Linked DNA regions of Mus musculus: region 1 is linked to region 2. A link is a contact called in public Hi-C data. All regions are on one chromosome and are shown on one strand. The core of a region is the stretch at or near the end of the contact, and the rest is flanking DNA. Distances in the headings are between cores, read along the strand shown.

The links. A called contact is a pair of places that touch in the nucleus more often than the background predicts.
Region 1: a contact with region 2 is called in a Hi-C map of bone marrow-derived macrophages, with 53 read pairs. The contact joins the enhancer-like site here to the promoter of Thbd in region 2. A contact is called at or near these places in 7 of 39 promoter capture datasets (the C10 cell line, the HPC-7 cell line, macrophages and 3 more), 7 of 484 Hi-C or Micro-C datasets (bone marrow-derived macrophages, nephron progenitors, peritoneal macrophages and 1 more), 7 of 115 datasets of contacts at active chromatin or transcription factors (the HPC-7 cell line, bone marrow-derived macrophages, embryonic stem cells and 4 more) and 3 of 9 other capture datasets (adipose tissue, embryonic stem cells and liver).

Annotation. Positions count from the first base shown.
Region 1 is chr2:148,489,292-148,492,289 of GRCm38.p6, reverse strand. No RefSeq gene overlaps it. Among named protein-coding and RNA genes, the nearest start is that of Cd93, 47 kb to the right of the region's middle. Within about 2 kb of position 1,514, at least 49 of the 459 cell types and tissues checked have an H3K27ac peak or open chromatin away from gene starts, as enhancers often do. A contact at or near this core is called in the HPC-7 cell line, bone marrow-derived macrophages, macrophages and 2 more, where this site is marked.
Region 2 is chr2:148,406,469-148,409,751 of GRCm38.p6, reverse strand. Thbd (thrombomodulin) reads left to right here and starts at 1,564. Exons shown (of 1, transcript NM_009378.3): 1 at 1,564-3,283. The coding sequence starts at 1,806.

The DNA of each region.
Region 1 (2,998 bases), core at 265-2,764, 83 kb before region 2:
TAGAAGGCACAAGGAACATTGAGCAATCTTTCTAAATGTTGACACCAAATAGTGTGAGTGAATGTGGTGGTCATGAAAATCTTGTCAATAGTAAAAGGCTTCTGACCACAAAATGGCCAAGATTAAATCAAGATCAGATGGGCAATGGATCAAGGTATCTCTGGCAGCACTTACCCTCTGAACATCACAAGACTGTACTGCAGCCTCAGTCCTGAACAGTGGGAGTAGGCACTGCAGAAAATACCTTGCTCAGATTCAAGGCCGCTGTAGATTATGGTGGTTTTTTTTTTTTTGGTTTTTTTTTTTTTTTTTGGTTTTTTGCTGTTTATACAGGTTTCTGCTCTTATAGAAACAATGGCTTAATTACAAAAAAGAGGACTTAATATTTTACTGCCATCATTCCTCAGCATATGTCAAATTGATGTATCTTTTCATTGTATTAGTGTTAGATAGCTTATTTTAAAAATTGCTACTTGACCAGACAAAGTCCCCTAGCTCTGAGCATGGAGAGTAGACACAAAGTCTCATGAGATACTCAGGAGGCTACTTGCAACTCATACCTGCTGGTTCAGGGAAAATGAGTTTTCTTCAAAGGAGTGTCACTGGGTGTGTCTATCCAACTCTGGGCAGGCTCTATGGTATTTTTATTTTTATTTGTGTGTGTGTGTGAGAGAGAGAGAGAGAGAGAGAGAGAGAGAGAGAGAGAGAGAGAGAGAAGGAGAGAGAGGGGAGAGTTTTTGTTTTGGTGTTTATTTTTTGTTTTGTTGGATTTTGTTTTGGAGGTGAGGGGGTGGGGAAGGGAGAGACAGAGGATAAAGAGACAGGGAGAAACAGAGAGAAACATGAAGTTAGTAGATAAGAAGAAGGATAGGAAGGATCTTGGGAGAGTTGGGAAAGGGAAATGAGTATGATTAAAATATATTTCAGAAAAAAAAGGAAGTGAAAAATGCTATTTGAGCTGCTGACTTGCATTTTAATCTAAGTCCAATAATTTTTGTTTGTGACTGGGACAGAATCTCAGACAATTTCAGTACTACACTAACACACTTTAACCATTTCCTACTATGCATTTATAGGAAAAGGCAACCTCAGTGTAGATGATCTAAGAATCAAAATATCGATCAACTCAGAAAAAATTAGCCAGAAACAGAGAAAACGACCCCAAATGTAGGGGGAGCAGCGGAGCATGGGAGTGGACAAGAAGTGTCAGCCAAAATAATGCCAGGTTTGTGAGAAGAAAGGGGTATTTCTTACAGGGTATGTCCTTAATCTTTTACAAGCTTTGAAAGGGTCAAAGGCGGGCTGCTGGGAAGACTATATAGACACCCAGTAGTCAATCTTGGGTGTCTGCAGCTGACTTCTGACAGGTGATGGAGGTGGGATGTAGCCATCTGAGAATGGGCACAAAGATTTCTTGCCAGGCTGAATGGAGGGGTGGGAACACTTTAGTGGAAGGGAGAATGGACAGTGACGAGGTCAGTTTGGTCAAGCCACTTGAGGAAGTGTCTCTCTCTGAATGAAACTGTGCATAAGTTCCTACATGGAGGGGTAGCTGGAACAAACCTCTGCAGTTCCCATAGAAGACTCTGGAAGACCTAAGGGGCACTGACCAACCTTCTTAAACTTTGGAATCCAGGGAGCAGATACTGAGGGAGCTAGTGGAGGTCACAAAGGCAGGGGAGCAGGGCCAGCCTGGGACTGTGGTAACTCTGGCCAAGCAGGAGACAGAAAGCAACAGAATCAGGCTCAGGATCTGAGAATGAATGGCTTGATCCTTGGCACTGGGTGAGCCAGTCTCTCTCCTGATGGCGACAGTTTGCATAAACTCTCTTTGATCAGTGGACGATCTCTGACTCTGCTGCTCCTTGACATGGTGAGACTCATTGTTCTAGGCACAGGAAGGAAGAAATGTTATTGTGCCGAGGGGTCCACTGCCCACGGTCTCCTGGTTTATTTATCTGCCCACCCTGCTCCCTCCTCCTGTCTCTCAACAGTTCTTCTGGAGATGGGTGTGGCTGGCCAGCTCCCTTCCTGCTTCTAATCTTATCCTTTTTCCTACCATGAGTGAATTTACCCCTACGTATGTGTGGAGAGAGGTGAAGACAAGAAAGTAGAGCCACGCCAGTCTCACTCCTCAGGGACCCTGTTGCTTGCAGCAGTGTTCCGAATTAAGTGGACATACAAGTCTTTGTGAATCGAGTACAGTAATCGGTGTGTAAGGTACTACTGTGCCCGTACACAGTGACTGTCCATTACCTGGCAGGACTGTGGAGACTCCAGGGACAAAGCCTCTCCAATCATCTCCTGTCCTCTCCCTTCATATAAGTGACTAGCTCAGACCAAGATTTTTTTTTTTTTTTTTTGGTTTTTCGAGACAGGGTTTCTCTGTATAGCACTGGCTGTCCTGGAACTCACTTTGTAGACCAGGCTGGCCTCGAACTCAGAAATCCGCCTGCCTCTGCCTCCCGAGTGCTGGGATTAAAGGCGTGTGCCACCACGCCCAGCTTCAGACCAAGATTCTTATGTTTACTCTGTAAAGGTGTTCTAAGGTCCCCTTGGCCATGCCTTATTTAAACATGAGCCTGAGGCTTTAGAAGGTGACCTGACACATCAGGGTCACCTAATGTATTTTGTATTTTGAAGGGTCTTTTATTCTACTCTCAATCCTGCATGGTCTTCCTGCCCTCTACTTGACATACATCTACAGCCCAGCCCTGCTCTCCTGAGAAGACAGATTCAAGGGTTGTCTTTCCTTCTGCTTACACCCAGATCCAGTTCAGAACCCTTCCATATAGTTCATCAGCTAACCCATATAGATTGACTCTCTGTTGCCCTGACACTTACCCAATGGCTTACGGGGCTCAGTGATCCACACATGTTGGAACCACTGCTCCATTTAAGAAGCTAGGGGTAAAGCCCATTGGGTCTGTGTCAGGTCAGCTTTTCTGAGACTCAGTTTCCTCATGGGATCAGCCATCATTATGGGGCACAATGGTAT
Region 2 (3,283 bases), core at 315-2,814:
TTTTTTTTTTTTTTTTTTTTTTTGGTTTTTTTGAGACAGGGTTTCTCTGTATAGCCCTGGCTGTCCTGGAGCTCACTTTGTAGACCAGGCTGGCCTCGAACTCAGAAATCTGCCTGCCTCATTTCACCCTCTTGGCCACGCGTCCCTCTGTGAATGTTTTTCTCCACGTGAGGACACCGCAGCCTTCTGTTCTCATCTAAAGTCCGAGCTGTACTGAACCAGAGAAGCTATTCATTTGTAAGCCATGGGAACTTCGCGAGGCTTCCCACAGACGAATTTCCTAACCTTCAGCTTTGCTCCAGGCAGTCTGAGCTGCTCCGTAGCAGTTGTAGTAAGTAATGCTCTACTGTCCTTGGATTGGTCTAGAGTTCAACAGCACCGCCTCCTGGCAGTGGGGTGGAAGTGACTGCCACGGAGTGCAGGGTCCTCTTGGTGTGTGTGTGTGTGTGTGTGTGTGTGTGTGTGTGTGTGTGTGATGACGCGCACGCTTGGGGAATAGGCAGATGAGAGAGGTGGGGAGGAGGTGGCTAAGCTTTGATTTGAACACAGCCCTCCACATTCTTGGTGAGTGCTTAGCATCTAAAAGTCTTAAGTGACAGATTCCCTTCCTCCCCTCCCAGCTGCCCACAAGACACTCCTCTTCAATGCCCTTTGTGAGCAAACGGATTGTGTAGGCACCTCTATCTTTTGAGACTCTCAAATGACGATGGAAATGATCACGTCAAAAGGAACCAAGTAGGCTCTATTGTAGCTCATACAGTCTCCTTGCAAAGCCCCCTCCCCCCCTCCCCACCCCGGGGCCAGTTTCATTGAGGGGTCTGAGATAGGCTTGGAGGAAAACAAAACAAACCAGAACAAAGGAACGCAACACACCTTCCCCAGAGGATTCTGCAGGAATTGAACTGGGAAAGGGGGCCATGATCTCTGAGCCCAGACAAAACTTGCACGATGTTCTCAAGCAACTAGATAGGGTCTGGCCTTGGAGATGCCTGCTCAGAACAGGAGAGGAATGGAGACTGGAGAAGGGTTTGGGGTTATTAGACCACTCTCTCCTCTTGCTGCCCTAGTATTGTTTCCCCTGGCCTCCTCCAAGGTCATTTGGGACCTAAACCTCCGATTGTCAATGCAGCCAGGCTTCCTGAGTTCCTGCCTTGCATTTAGCTCACCTTTTTCAGAGTCTTGCAAGTCTCAGACACACCTCTACTGGACTTTTCTTTTCCCTGCCCCACCAACCGGACCATCTTCCAAACTTTGGTAGCATCTATGTGGAAGTGTGAGTGTGAGTGTGTGTGTGTTCGCGTCTGAGTGTGTGTACGTGTGTAGAGGTTTAAACACAGGCTACCCGCGGGCTATACCGGAGAGTCTGGGGCAGGAACTGTCGTCTTGCTGACACAGTTCTGTTCTGTGGTGGCGCCTGCAGGCCACGCCCGAGGGCCTCCCAACGCCCAGACAGACTTTTTAACTCATCGCGCAGAGGTGATCCCAGGCTGGAGGGCGGGCGCAAGGCGTCCGGAGAACCCAGTAATCCGAGAACGCAGCATCAGCCCTTCCCACCAGGCACTTCCTTCCTTTTCCCGAACGTGCAAAGAGGGAGGGCCGCGCATTTATAAACTGGAGCTTCAGCGGAGTGGCATGTTAGAGGCTGCCTCGCAGGGACTAGGAGCCTGGGCTAGAAACGTCTAGGTTGTGATAGAGGCTAGCTGCTGTCGCCGCAGGCATACGGAAACCCCTCTGCCTGGACTGGGTGTCTGCACCAGCGCAGGGCTAGCTTTTCTCGGAACTTGCACGGTGCACCCCTGGACAGCATGCTTGGGATTTTCTTTCTGGGTGTGCTGGCTCCAGCTAGCCTGGGGCTCTCCGCACTAGCCAAGCTGCAGCCCACAGGCAGTCAATGCGTGGAGCATGAGTGCTTCGCGCTTTTCCAGGGCCCCGCGACCTTCCTCGATGCCAGCCAGGCCTGCCAGCGCCTGCAAGGACATTTGATGACAGTGCGCTCCTCAGTGGCTGCCGATGTCATCTCCCTTCTGCTGAGCCAGAGCAGTATGGATTTAGGGCCCTGGATCGGTTTACAGCTCCCGCAGGGCTGTGACGACCCGGTGCATCTCGGGCCCCTGCGCGGCTTCCAGTGGGTTACTGGCGATAACCACACCAGTTACAGCAGGTGGGCGCGGCCCAACGACCAGACGGCTCCACTCTGCGGCCCTCTGTGCGTCACGGTCTCGACAGCAACTGAAGCTGCACCCGGCGAGCCGGCCTGGGAAGAGAAGCCATGCGAGACTGAGACCCAGGGTTTCCTCTGTGAGTTTTACTTCACAGCTTCCTGCAGGCCTCTGACGGTGAATACTCGCGATCCTGAGGCTGCCCACATCTCTAGTACCTACAACACCCCGTTCGGGGTCAGTGGTGCGGACTTTCAAACGCTGCCGGTAGGCAGTTCCGCCGCGGTGGAGCCCCTTGGCTTGGAGCTGGTGTGCAGGGCCCCGCCCGGAACTTCAGAGGGACACTGGGCTTGGGAAGCGACAGGAGCCTGGAATTGCAGCGTGGAGAATGGTGGCTGTGAGTACTTGTGCAATAGGAGCACGAATGAACCCAGATGCCTCTGCCCCAGAGACATGGACCTGCAGGCCGATGGACGTTCGTGTGCAAGACCTGTGGTTCAATCGTGCAACGAACTCTGCGAGCATTTTTGTGTCAGCAACGCTGAAGTGCCAGGCTCTTACTCCTGTATGTGTGAGACAGGCTACCAGTTGGCTGCAGACGGACACCGGTGTGAGGACGTGGATGACTGTAAGCAGGGGCCCAATCCATGTCCCCAGCTCTGTGTTAACACCAAGGGCGGCTTCGAATGCTTCTGCTATGATGGCTATGAGTTGGTGGATGGAGAGTGCGTGGAGCTTCTGGATCCGTGTTTCGGATCTAACTGCGAGTTTCAGTGCCAGCCAGTGAGCCCCACCGACTACCGATGCATCTGCGCTCCAGGCTTCGCACCCAAGCCGGATGAACCGCACAAGTGCGAAATGTTCTGCAATGAAACTTCGTGCCCAGCAGACTGTGACCCTAACTCTCCTACTGTTTGTGAATGCCCTGAAGGCTTCATCCTGGACGAGGGTTCCGTATGCACGGACATTGATGAGTGCAGTCAAGGCGAATGCTTCACCAGTGAATGTCGAAACTTCCCTGGCTCCTATGAGTGTATCTGCGGGCCTGACACAGCCCTTGCTGGTCAGATTAGCAAAGACTGTGACCCCATCCCTGTTAGGGAAGACACCAAGGAAGAGGAGGG